3 separate regions of the Sus scrofa genome follow, and regions 1 and 3 are each linked to region 2. The links are chromatin contacts, called in public Hi-C and promoter capture Hi-C maps. All regions are on one chromosome and are shown on one strand. Each heading gives the region's core, a stretch centred on a gene start, on an enhancer-like site or on the middle of the called end of the contact. The rest is flanking DNA. Distances are from core to core; before and after follow the strand shown.

Evidence for each region. Promoter capture Hi-C pulls out the DNA fragments that hold promoters and counts their contacts. A called contact is a pair of places that touch in the nucleus more often than the background predicts.
Region 1: a promoter capture Hi-C map of liver shows a contact between it and region 2, with 6 times the contacts expected there. The contact joins the promoter of FGD4 here to the promoter of AMN1 in region 2. A contact is called at or near these places in 1 of 5 promoter capture datasets (liver), 1 of 47 Hi-C or Micro-C datasets (liver) and 1 of 2 datasets of contacts at active chromatin or transcription factors (alveolar macrophages).
Region 3: a Hi-C map of liver shows a contact between it and region 2, with 8 times the contacts expected there. The contact joins the promoter of IPO8 here to the promoter of AMN1 in region 2. A contact is called at or near these places in 1 of 5 promoter capture datasets (liver) and 1 of 47 Hi-C or Micro-C datasets (liver).

What each region holds. Positions count from the first base shown.
Region 1 is chr5:41,877,664-41,881,433 of Sscrofa11.1, forward strand. It overlaps FGD4 (FYVE, RhoGEF and PH domain-containing protein 4), which reads right to left and starts at 1,534. Exons shown (of 17, transcript XM_021092066.1): 1 at 922-1,534. The coding sequence starts at 1,198.
Region 2 is chr5:42,517,266-42,521,395 of Sscrofa11.1, forward strand. AMN1 (protein AMN1 homolog) reads left to right here and starts at 1,301. Exons shown (of 7, transcript XM_021092088.1): 1 at 1,301-1,472.
Region 3 is chr5:43,097,877-43,101,598 of Sscrofa11.1, forward strand. IPO8 (importin-8) reads left to right here and starts at 1,873. Exons shown (of 25, transcript XM_003126400.5): 1 at 1,873-2,306. The coding sequence starts at 2,223.

The DNA.
Region 1 (3,770 bases), core at 284-2,783, 640 kb before region 2:
CTGCTACAGCTTCAGGACAAGGACACGGAAAATTTTTAAGCTTCAGTACTCCACATTTAAACCATTATAAGAGCTTTGTTTCATATGAACAAAATGAGAATTAAGTGAATAAAAGCACCTTTATTTCTGCTGCTCAAATAAGATTTTTATCTCATAACTGGTCTGCATACAAGCCATCGATGGTTGTAGCACAATAAGAGCACAAAAAGTGGGGGGAGATTTGAAGAAGTCTTGCAAATTAAGAAAAAAAACCCTAATGTGTTCTACATAGCTTCAAGCCTGCCTGGGGAGAACCGAATGCCTTTAAAGAGCAAAGGTGAAGGTGTGGGCTTGAACAGATCATTTTGAGGATTTTTTTCTAAGACAAGGATTTGATAAGAATTCAGAACTCAAAACACCAAATTACTGATAGCTTAATTTATCAATACAAAAACAGCAATAAAAATCCTATTTCTTGATAGTAGGAATATGTTTTCTTAAGAGAGACTTGCAGCTTTTCACACTCAACAGTCTTTTTCCAAAGGGAAAAACGGAGCCCTCAAGATACATGGTCCAAGGTCAGTCTACAGCCAGGGTGCCTGACCAGAACCAGCACCCGCTTCCTGCATTCACTGTGCTAGTCCTTCACGAGGTCTGCCGAAAGCAACTTAGCGGAAAAAAAACGAACTTCAGTACCTAGAAAATGGGCCTTATTAATTCCTAACCAAACTTTTAAAATGAGTTATCCTTCGCTTCCGGAATTCCCTGGTAAGTGACCTCCAGGACAGGTAAGTTCAGCCCCCAGCGCGCTGCCGCCCAAGGACCTTTGGGGGAAGGGACAAAAGAGATCATGGGTTGGACCGCCTGAATGCCTGCCGGGCGCTCGGCAGTCCCTCACCTGCGACGACGCCCCGCTCACCCCTCACCTCCAGAGACATTTACCTGGAGAGTCTGCGGGGGCCTGGCCCCTGAAGGTGGCCGTCTCGGCCCATCCCAAGTGCGACGAGGGCCGACTCCAGGGCCGGGGGGTCCCGAGAGGCAGGTAGGAGAGGTTTGACTTTCGCCGGATCGCCACCCGCCTGAAGTTGTAGTCGCCCTCGCCGCTCATCTGGCCGCGCTCGCTTACGACTCGGCGCCCTCCCACGCCCAAGTCGGGCCGCGAGCGCGAACTCAGCGGACTGCCGAGGGGCGACCGGACCCCGGGGGGCGTCGCCTGCATGCCAAGGCGTGGCGCCACTCCACAGGGGCGACTTCGGGGCTGCTCCGCGCCGGCGCCGCCCTGCTTCGTCGTCTCCTTGGCAAGAGCTTCCTTATCCCTTCCTTCTCGGGAAGCCCAGGGCCGCGAGGAGAGTTTGGCTCCGACTCCCTGTGCGGCAGCCGCCACGCCCGGGTCTCTGCGGCTAGCGCTCTCACCTGACGCCGCCACTGCAGCGGCCGGCCCGGCTGCCTCCACCCCCTGCTCTCTGGACCAATCGTCGGCCGGCCCCCGAGGGCGGGTGGTGGAGAGCGCCCAGAGTTGTGCCAGTGGACGCCGCTACCGCCTCCTCGTCCGGCCCGGGCAGCGGCCCAGGACTCGCAGTGCCACCGGGAGCGTCCGGGCAGCTCCGCCCCGTCCTTCCCTGCCCCCTCTCCCTCCCTCCACTCCCCCTCCCTGCCTCCGGATCTCCTCCGCTCCGCTCGCCCAGGCTTGCCCACCAGCTGATGGGTGCCGCAAAGGCCCTCACCTGCGAGCGCACACCTGGGGTGCGCCCAGGATCAGCCGCGCTTACTTGGGGGACTTTGGCTGGACTCGGAAAGAAAGAAGAGATAATCACAGCTACTCTGGACTCCTTACAGGTCCTGCAATTCTCGCAGACCCACACGGCGAGGGTCACACGTGTGTCTCAAGTGGCTGCTGAGCCCTTGATAATGATCTTATTTATGTCGTAGAGCTACCCAGTGAGATAAGTATTTCAGATAAGAAAACCAAAGTGCGGAACCTACAGAGGGTCACAGAGCGCTGTAAAGCTAGACTGTTGCCCAAGGCTCTGCCCCAAAGCCTGTACTTATCTACTGAACCAAAAAAAATTTCCCAGGAGCATCCAGCCAGAGAATGATGAAGAGGTGCTTGGAAGTACAAGAGAAAATTGGAGCTAACCATCCACAGGTTTCGGTAAAAGCATCAGACCCTTCATCATCGCGAACACTTTCAGAACTGTATTAGTAATGCACTTTAGAGTCCTTGTCATTTGTTGCGTCATGTTTTTAAAACATAAGCTAAATATCAAGTCAAAGAAACTACATTTTAAGTTGTTTTTTTTGTTTTTTTGTTTTTTTTGGTTTTTTTTTTTTTTTTTGGAGTTCTCTAGTGGCTCAGAGGGTTAAGGGTCAGGCCTTGTCACTGCTGTGGCTCGCATCTCTGCTGTTGGATATTGTCCCCTGGCCCAGGAACTTCCACATGCCTCAGGGCTTGTTGGGGGCGGGTGGGGAGAAAAGAGGGGGAAGGGAAGGGAAGAGAAGAAATTGGTTTGCTTTCCTACATTTTAAAATTAACTACACTCTCTAATAATGAAAAGTGTTCCTAAACCACAGAGATAGGTGTGGAAAGAGCAGCATTCCAAGTATCCCAGCGCGATCAGAAAGTTCTCCAGCTATTACCCCCACATTAGAGGCCACCTCACATTTATTTAGATGGGCTGACCTTCACCCAGGTAAACGTCTTGTCCAGCTTCCTGAAGTGTGTCCCATAACCCAGTCCTCCTCCAGAAACCTTTTAAGAGGCAGTTCAACTTTCTAAGTCTCCTTAGCTGTTTCTCCAATATATATACCCCTTAGGAGAAGGAACTATGCACCCCTACTTTTTTAATACCTCCATTCAGACCTTGTTAAAAGAAGCTTTTCCTCACTTCAGATTTATTATCCCTGTATTACTGCATTGTACCTAATTATTGTTTCTCTTTTCTCTGCAGTTGTGGTATTATCTACTGTGCTAGATATTATCAGAAATGATTTCAACAAGTAATTTCAAATGTAAATTAATAATGAAAGTAGTTTTACCTCCATATGCATGTTAACTACAATTTATTATTTAAAATTTAAATACACAGATTTTTAACATAGTGTATTTGGTTCAATAAAAAGCTACTGTTGGAATTCTCTGGTGGCTCAACAGTTTAAACATTTTCACTGCTGTGGCACCGGTTCGATCCCTGACCCAGGAACTTTCACATGCCACTGGTGTGGCCAAAAAAATTTTAAAAAGAAATATGGGGAGTTCCCCTCATGGCTCAGTGGTTAGCAAATCCGACTACGAACCATGAGGTTTCAGGTTCAATCCCTGGCCTCGCTCAGCGGGTTAAGGATCCAGCGTTGCCGTGAGCTGTGGTGTAGGTCGCAGACACAGCTACCAAGATGCTGCCCATTCTGTTGCACCACAGAAGGTATTCCTTTATATAGTATTTTATTTGCTTATATAGCTTATAGAAAACAGTAGTAATTCATTAACACGTGTTGAATGAGAACTGTGCTGGGTCCTGAAATACAAAGAAGCATGCAATACACAGGCACTTTTATGCCATGTCTCTATGACTGAGACAATGTTGAATGCTGACCAAATCATGTATCATTTTCCTTAGGCACAAAAGGAAACTGATTTAAACCTTCTCTTGCAGTTAGATGGAGCCATGTAACTGAGTTCTTCAAAGTTTTGTGGGCAGAAGTAATATATGTCACTTCCAGGCCTGGCTTCTGCACCCTGGCTGTGAAATTCTACTTCTCTTCTCCAAGTGCCAGCTAGAATTCAGAGGGAGGGG
Region 2 (4,130 bases), core at 51-2,550:
AAGGAGAGAGAACTCCACCTGGGAAAGAGGGCCTCTTCCTCACCCCGCCTTGGCCGTACTAGGCAGGCTTGAAGCAGCATCTCAATTCCCCAACCAGGAATTGAACCCAGGTAACAGCATGAGAACAACCAATCCTAATCACTGGACCACCTGAGAACTTCCAGAGGGCTCCTTCTTTGGAGTCCTTTCTGATTGGAACACAAACTCTTCTTCTACCCCCGCCAGGATGAAATTCTTACTGAGCATTTTGTACATATGTAGTGCCACTCATCTGTAAAAAAAATGCTAAAAAATTCCGACTTTACAGGATTAAATGAATGTGGTTAATTATGGAAAACACGTAGCTCAGTATGCGCTTTAGAGAAAGTGCTAGGTAAATGGCAGTCACTCTCAGATCCTCTAAACCTCTCTGACGGTCACGGAGTCTGTATCCCAGCGGTCACCGACATACCCCGCCAAAGGCACGGCCCAGCATCGGACGTAAAAGCAGTGACCTCGCGCGGCTCGGAGGATACTGGGCTAGGCTGCGCGCCCTCCTGGCCCACTCTGGAACCCACCAGAGTTGGGGACACCGTCAACAGAACAATAACCGCCACAGCGCTTACCGAAGGGTTAGGTTCCCCTCGATTTTATACGGCCTCCGCTAGGGCGCCGCGCGCAAGGCTCCGCCCCTTGGGCGCCGCGCGCAAGGCTCCGCCCCTTGGGCGCCGCGCGCAAGGCTCCGCCCCTTGGGCGCCGCGCGCAAGGCTCCGCCCCTTGGGCGCCGCGCGCAAGGCTCCGCCCCTTGGGCGCCGCGCGCAAGGCTCCGCCCCTTGGGCGCCGCGCGCAAGGCTCCGCCCCTTGGGCGCCGCGCGCAAGGCTCCGCCCCTTGGGCGCCGCGCGCAAGGCTCCGCCCCTTGGGCGCCGCGCGCAAGGCTCCGCCCCTTGGGCGCCGCGCGCAAGGCTCCGCCCCTTGGGCGCCGCGCGCAAGGCTCCGCCCCTTGGGCGCCGCGCGCAAGGCTCCGCCCCTTGGGCGCCGCGCGCAAGGCTCCGCCCCTTGGGCGCCGCGCGCAAGGCTCCGCCCCTTGGGCGCCGCGCGCAAGGCTCCGCCCCTTGGGCGCCGCGCGCAAGGCTCCGCCCCTTGGGCGCCGCGCGCAAGGCTCCGCCCCTTGGGCGCCGCGCGCAAGGCTCCGCCCCTTGGGCGCCGCGCGCAAGGCTCCGCCCCTTGGGCGCCGCGCGCAAGGCTCCGCCCCTTGGGCGCCGCGCGCAAGGCTCCGCCCCTTGGGCGCCGCGCGCAAGGCTCCGCCCCTTGGGCGGGGCTCGGCTTTGCCCCTGCAGCGCGAGCGCGCCCGCGCCGCGCTACCGGAAGAGGCGGGGCCGCCACGCATCACGCGGGGGGCGGGAGTTGACAGACTGTCTCTGGCTGGATTTCGGCGGCCCCGGAACCGTGGAAGAGGTTCCCGAGGGCCGCTACGATGCCCTCCCCGGAGCGGGTCAGTCAGCTCCTGGACCTGTGAGTTGGCCCCGGCCCGCCTCCCTTCGCCCCGCCGCGGCACCACCCGCCGCCCCGCGCGGCTCTCCTTCCCCGCCCCCTTCCCGCCTCTGACCGCTGAGAAGGCCCCGCAGGTGTTTCCACTCCTGGATCCCAGACTTGTGCTCTCCTCACTGAGGAAGGTCAGGCCAAAAGGGTTGCCTAGCGAGCTTGCCTGTCTGTCCTTTATAGGTGTCCGAACTCAGCTTTGACAGCTCCACACTCAGGGAGTTCCTGGCAGTGGCCTGTCTGATGGGAGCTGAAAGCCTTGATAAAACAAAACATTAGATGGGGTACTCAGAAGCCTTCAGCAAAGTTCCACCCAGTTACTATAATGGGGATAAATATTGATTCCCTTTTTGTAGCGCTCAAATTCTCGATTGCGCTTGCTGGGTTCAGTTCCTGGCTCTGCTGTTCACCAGCTGTGTAACCATGGAAAGTAATTTCATCTCTCTGTGCCCAAGTTCTTGACCTACAATATTAGTATACCTATCTCATGACATTGTAGTGAGGATTAAATTTAACATATTAAAAGTTTAGAAGGCTGCCTAGTATTAAAATTAAGAGAGCTTTCCTTGATATATTTTATTGGCGGAGAAACCAGAAGCACAGAGACATGTAGTTACCCAGTGATTTATGAGGTGAGCACGTTAAGGTTGTTTAACCTTTGCAATGGTCATTGCAGTGGGAGTTTACAGATGGCAGGGGATTGGTTAAAAGTGCTTATTTTATGCAGATATTTTAAGAAGACTATTTAAGTTGATTATCAGAGGCATTTATAAGAAATAACCTAAATTTCACTTACGTTCATGAAATAATCTAGGTTCAGTTTTGATTACATGGCCTAACTGGCTTGGTCAGTTTGGGGAATTTTCAAGCCTGGTCTCCATTTTATTTTATTTAATAAATCCCCGACTTCTGGTCATTGTCTTAGCAAGCTGATACTGTAAACCAATATAGTGTTACTCTCACTACCTCATTTGATGTAGTCATGGAGGTGAACGGTCAGGTAACTGCTGTTACTGATAGTTTCGTAATCACCCTAGGCAGTGGCAGTGGGATCACTGAGTTCTTTTAGCTGTCTTATCCTGATGGATTTCATTTGCTATGTGAGTGGCTGCTCAATTTAAAGACATTTAAAACTCTTGAGAGGGAGTTTCTATTATAGTTCAGCAGGTTAAGGACCCAACGTCGTCTCTATGAGGATGCTGGTTCGATGCCTGGATCTGGCATTGCCACAAGCTGTGGTGTAGGTTGCAGATATGGTTTGGATCTGCTGTTGCTGCGACTGGTGCCATAGCTGCAGCTGTGACTTGCCCCTGGTCTGGGAACTTCCATATGCCACAGATGAGGCCAAAAAAAAAACAACCTCTTTAAGAGGTTACTAGGGAGGTTAATATTGAAATGGAGCAGGACTTAGTTTTTCTGTGGAAAAACTTTAGTCAAAGAATAAGTTTAATCAGAGAAGTGAGCGAAGGGAAACAGTCAAATGAGGCCACGTAATAATAGTTTTGTCATTAAGCAAAGTCAAGGACCTTCTCAGGGGCTATAGATAATATTCTGTCATATCCTGTGAGCTGTCTTATAGTAATGAAACCTCTATCAGGTGGAAGAAGTTAAATACCTGGTGACCAGAATATAGCCATGCCATAAGCTGACACAGTTCCAAGAGCAGGCAGGCCTCAAGGAAATGGGAACAAACTGATCTGGAACTGAAGATTAACTGTACTAAAGATAATCAAGATGATGCTGGTCAGACCACCACATGACCAATTTCAAAATGACTGTCAGAGCTGACTATGCTGTTTCTGCGTAGAGCCCCATCTCTCCACTTATAAGAGCTGGTTGTCAGTGGGAGGAGTCAGCCTTTGGACAGGAGTCCATCCTCCCCCCATTGGTTGCTGGCATCTGAAATAAAGCAAACTTTCCTTTCCACTAATCTTGCCTTTTTATTGGCTTTATAGTGGCAAGCAGCTGAACCCCACTATTGGTAACAATGTGATGACTCTGAGAATAATAGCCAAGGATTGAAAAATTCCCCAGAGCAGAAATCCCAGGAGCCATGATATAGCTAAGTACATAATCAAACAAAGAAGCATTGCCTATTTGATTAAAGATTGGCATCTATCTTTAAGATCTTTTTGAGGGAGTTCCCGTCGTGGCGCAGTGGTTAACGAATCCGACTAGAGACCATGAGGTTGAGGGTTCGATCCCTGCCCTTGCTCAGTGGATTAACGATCCAGCATTGCTGTGAGCTGTGGTGTAGGTTGCAGACGCGGCTCAGATCCTGCGTTGCTGTGGCTCTGGTGTAGGCCAGTAGCTACAGCTCCGATTCGACCCCTAGCCTGGGAACCTCCATGTGCTGTGGGAGCGGCCCAAGAAATGGCAAAAAAAAAAAAAAAAGGTCTTTTTGATGCATTAATATAGAAACAGCATTTTTTTACCAGTACATGCACTTCCATCTTGGGTGGTTAGTGTGTTTAAAATATGCAATTGTCTGATGTAACTCTGGCTGAAGAATTTACAGATTTTTGCTGTAAATGTAGAGATTTTTGTAGAGGATGAAGTCTCTCCTAGTGAGGTCTAAGTGCAGTCTTTTGTTGGTCTTTTCCAATAAACC
Region 3 (3,722 bases), core at 623-3,122, 580 kb after region 2:
GAAGCATGGAGAGGAAGCAAGGAAGTAGAGAAGAAACGAACACCATTCTTTGGCATGAAAGTGAAAAAGAATGAACAATAGGGAGTCCTCTTTCGCTGCAGTGGGTTAAGAATCTGGTGTTGTCATTGTAGTGGCTTGGGTCACTGCTATGGCTTGGTTTCAATCCCTGGCCTGGGAACTTCCACATACTGTGGGCATTGTCAAACAAACAAACAAACAAAACAAACAAACAACAACAACAAAACCCCAATAGCATTACTGAAGAAAGTTTTTTTTTTTTTTTTTTTAAACTGGGGGGAAATGTTTTTAGGCTGAGGTTCAATCAGTGGAGAGAAAGAGGTTGAAAATATAGGAAAAACTTTTACAAACCATTACAAAATCAAATGGTTTTTTTTTTTTTTCATCTTTGCAGGGCTCTGTGGAAAGAGGTAGGGAGTTTGAGAAGGGTCTCAAGGGTTGGGACAGTTGCTGAGGTGCTGAAGATTTTGCTGAACAAAGGAAACAAATAGGATTGTTGAGCCCGATAAAAGAACACAGTGTCAATTTGTAACAGTGTCAATTTGCACAGTGGGTCAAGGGTAGATATGAAAAGTTAAATTGGGAGTTGAACAGCAGAGAAGGATGTGTATGTGGTCAGGACTGGATAAGCTAGGAGGACTGAAAAGTGACTGGGTTGGAAAACAAGTATAGAATTATTGAGGGAGAGAAAAAATGGAAGAAAAGGGTCCTAAATTGAAAAGAGGATACTGGAGTTAAGGTTTCAGAGGTCAAGGAGTTTTAGATCCCTGAGGTCCAAGAGAGTGGGATAAGGAAATAGTGTGAGGATGAAAGGCACTATGTTTCATAATAACTTGAAGTGCTAAGGAGTTTGTATTTTACCTGGAAATTGATAGGATATCATCAAGTAAGGAACATGACAATATTGACTGTTAAGAAACATTACTCTGATGGAAATGTAGAGAACAGGCAAAACTGGAGAAGCCAGAGAACTAGGCACTTTTGCACCCAGCTGAAGGGTGTGGTCCCATTTACAGCTTCTGCAGAGAGGAGGGATTTCAGGCATCTAAGTTTTCCGCCACGTATTTTCTACTCTACATTGAACCCAGTTAACTGAACCAGTCCTTCCCGATTATCTGCTCCTGGAACGATCACACCCCTTTTAATTGCATTTTGCCCACAGTCATCTTTACAAATGTAATCTGAACTCTCTTTTTCTGGGTTAACCTCAGGAACAACTAGCTCTTTCATATTTTTATGCTATTGAAATTGTGGGGCCAGATATGTCCACAGTGGAAACAGTATAACCTTTCTTGCCTTTAACTGTTTTTCTGAAAAGATTTGAAAAAATTTCGGAAACTCTCAGGCATATCAGTTCCTCTGATCTCTGTATTTCCACAGTTACTTTGTTTAAGTATATTTTTTGTTTACCTTTGTGTCTTCTATCACACCCTAAGTTCCTTCATAGTAACCTGCATTGAATTCATTTTGTTATAATGTGGTACCTAAATATCTCAGTACGCGGGCTCAAAAATACATGTTTAAAAATGTTCAGTCAATGAGTGTGTGAATGAAAGAACTAATGATGGCTCCCACAGACCGAGGGAAGTCCGTCCTCCCGTGGGCTAGATGATCTCAAGGTCCCAAAAAGTCTGCTCTGGAAGAGGCTCCGTTGTAATGATGCCCAAACGGTTCTCGGACTAACAAAAAGTGCCGCTCCATCCATACATGCTTAATTTGGAAGCAGCTGTAAGAGACACCTAGCCAGCTCGTTTCCCTCTCTGGGAAGAGGCGGGAGGCTGTTTTCCGTATGGCAGCAAGGCGGCCTCCTGCCGGAGCTGGTGAGACGTTTTCCTCTGGGGAAGAAGCCGAGACCACTTTCCGTACAGGAGCATGGTGGCCGCCAGTAGGAGCAGCCATATAGCATCACGCCCGGGGGAAGAGGCCGCCGTAAAAGAGGCGCCGCTTCCTCTTCTTACTTCTCCCGCCTCCCACCGGCTGTCGTAAAAGGGTGAATGGAGAGCGAGTTGTGGGGGGTAGAAAGGGAGGACAGGGGGCGCGGAGTCAGAGTGGCGCAGCAAGTGGCTGCAGGTGGCGACGGTGGCGGAGGTTGGGGAGTGAGGTAGTGCAGGGGTCGCGGAGGAGGAGGCTGAGAGGGTCAAAAGAAAAACTAAAGCTGCTGTCTGGCCTACTGGTCCGGGGGCCGCGGAGCCCCCGCCCGGGAGATGGACCTCAACCGGATCATCCAGGCGCTGAAGGGCACCATCGACCCGAAGCTGCGGATTGCAGCTGAGAATGAACTCAACCAGGTGAGGAGCGGGCCTGCGGCGCCCCCCTGCCGCCGAGCTGGCTCTCGGGGCTCTCTCTTCTCCGCACCCCGGATCTCCACCAGCACCCGGGCCCCGACCCCGACGCGTCTCTCGGCCTGTCCCACCCCCGCCCCAGCCCCCGCTCCGGGGTCCGGTGGCGCCGCTCTCCTGGGATCTTTTCTCAGCGGCTCACGCACCTGTTGGCCACCTTTGCATCTTTCCTGTCGTTTTCCTTCCCTAGTGCAGTTTGTTGAGCCCGTTTGGTTCGCAAAAAGAAGCTTTAGCAAGCTTTGCTAGTGTTTTCAGGGTGTGATTTCTTTTCCTTAAGTTCGCTGACTTGGTGGGAAAATACACCTAAAATTCAAATCTGAGTTCGGTTTTTCTGCAGATCCAGCCCTTTTTAGGTGTTGCTCTGGCAAACCCTGCCCATTGCCTGCTTCTGCGGGGTTGGCAGGACCGTGTAGACACTGATTGGCAGTTTTGTTGGAGCGCTGGGAAATGCTGCCGGAAGAGTTTTTTCATGGTGGTACTGCTTTACAAAAGATACGCCGAGTAATATTTGTAGGAATTTTTTATAAATGGTAAAATGTGTAAGACTTTCTTTTATCTTCCATCCTCTATCTTTATGAACTAGCCTTAGTTCGAGTGATAGCACCGACATTTCCATACTAGCTTATATTTTCCTCCTCACCTGTAGGAATAAATCACAGCCTTCTCACTAAAAAGTACGAATTAAGGTCTGTTAATGGATAGAGTGACAGCTGTTTGAGGTTGCAGTAATCCTTAAAATGTAAAGAAATATACCTAAATTAGTGGTTCTCAAAGTGTTGCCCAGGATAAGTAGCATCAGTGTCATTTGGGAACTTGTTGGAAGTGCAAATTATGGGGCTTCACTCTAGACTTTAAAGAAACTCTGGGAGTGGGGTCTAATGATTGGTGTTTTAATTAGCTAACTAGGTGATTCTGTGTTTCCTAAAGTGTAACAACGACTTTCCCAAGTAAATGTTCTGTGGGAGTTAAGTTTTCCCTGGTTAAACTGTGAACCTTTGAAAGGGGTTATTTTAATGGGAAATCCAGTGGAATAAGTGTGAATCTAGGATTTCCATGTGTTAAAAGAGTGAGTGACAACACTGACTCTGGAGAGAAGGTTGAGTTGAACTGAAGCCCCAAAGGGAATGTTTTGGTACTTCAAAAAGAAAAGGGCTCTCACTTACAATAGGGGAAAGTTAAAAGACAGTACCTGTCCGAGGCTTTGCAGAGAAAAAGTACTATATACTGCTTGGCTGGAAGAGTAGTAATCCAGGCTTTGGTTAGGAGGGACAAAGCAAGAGCTGAATTTGCAGTCTGCTAGTATGAACAGGGCAGTTGGCCTGTTTGTGACCCTCTTCTCTTCATGGTGAGGCCAGATGTTATTTT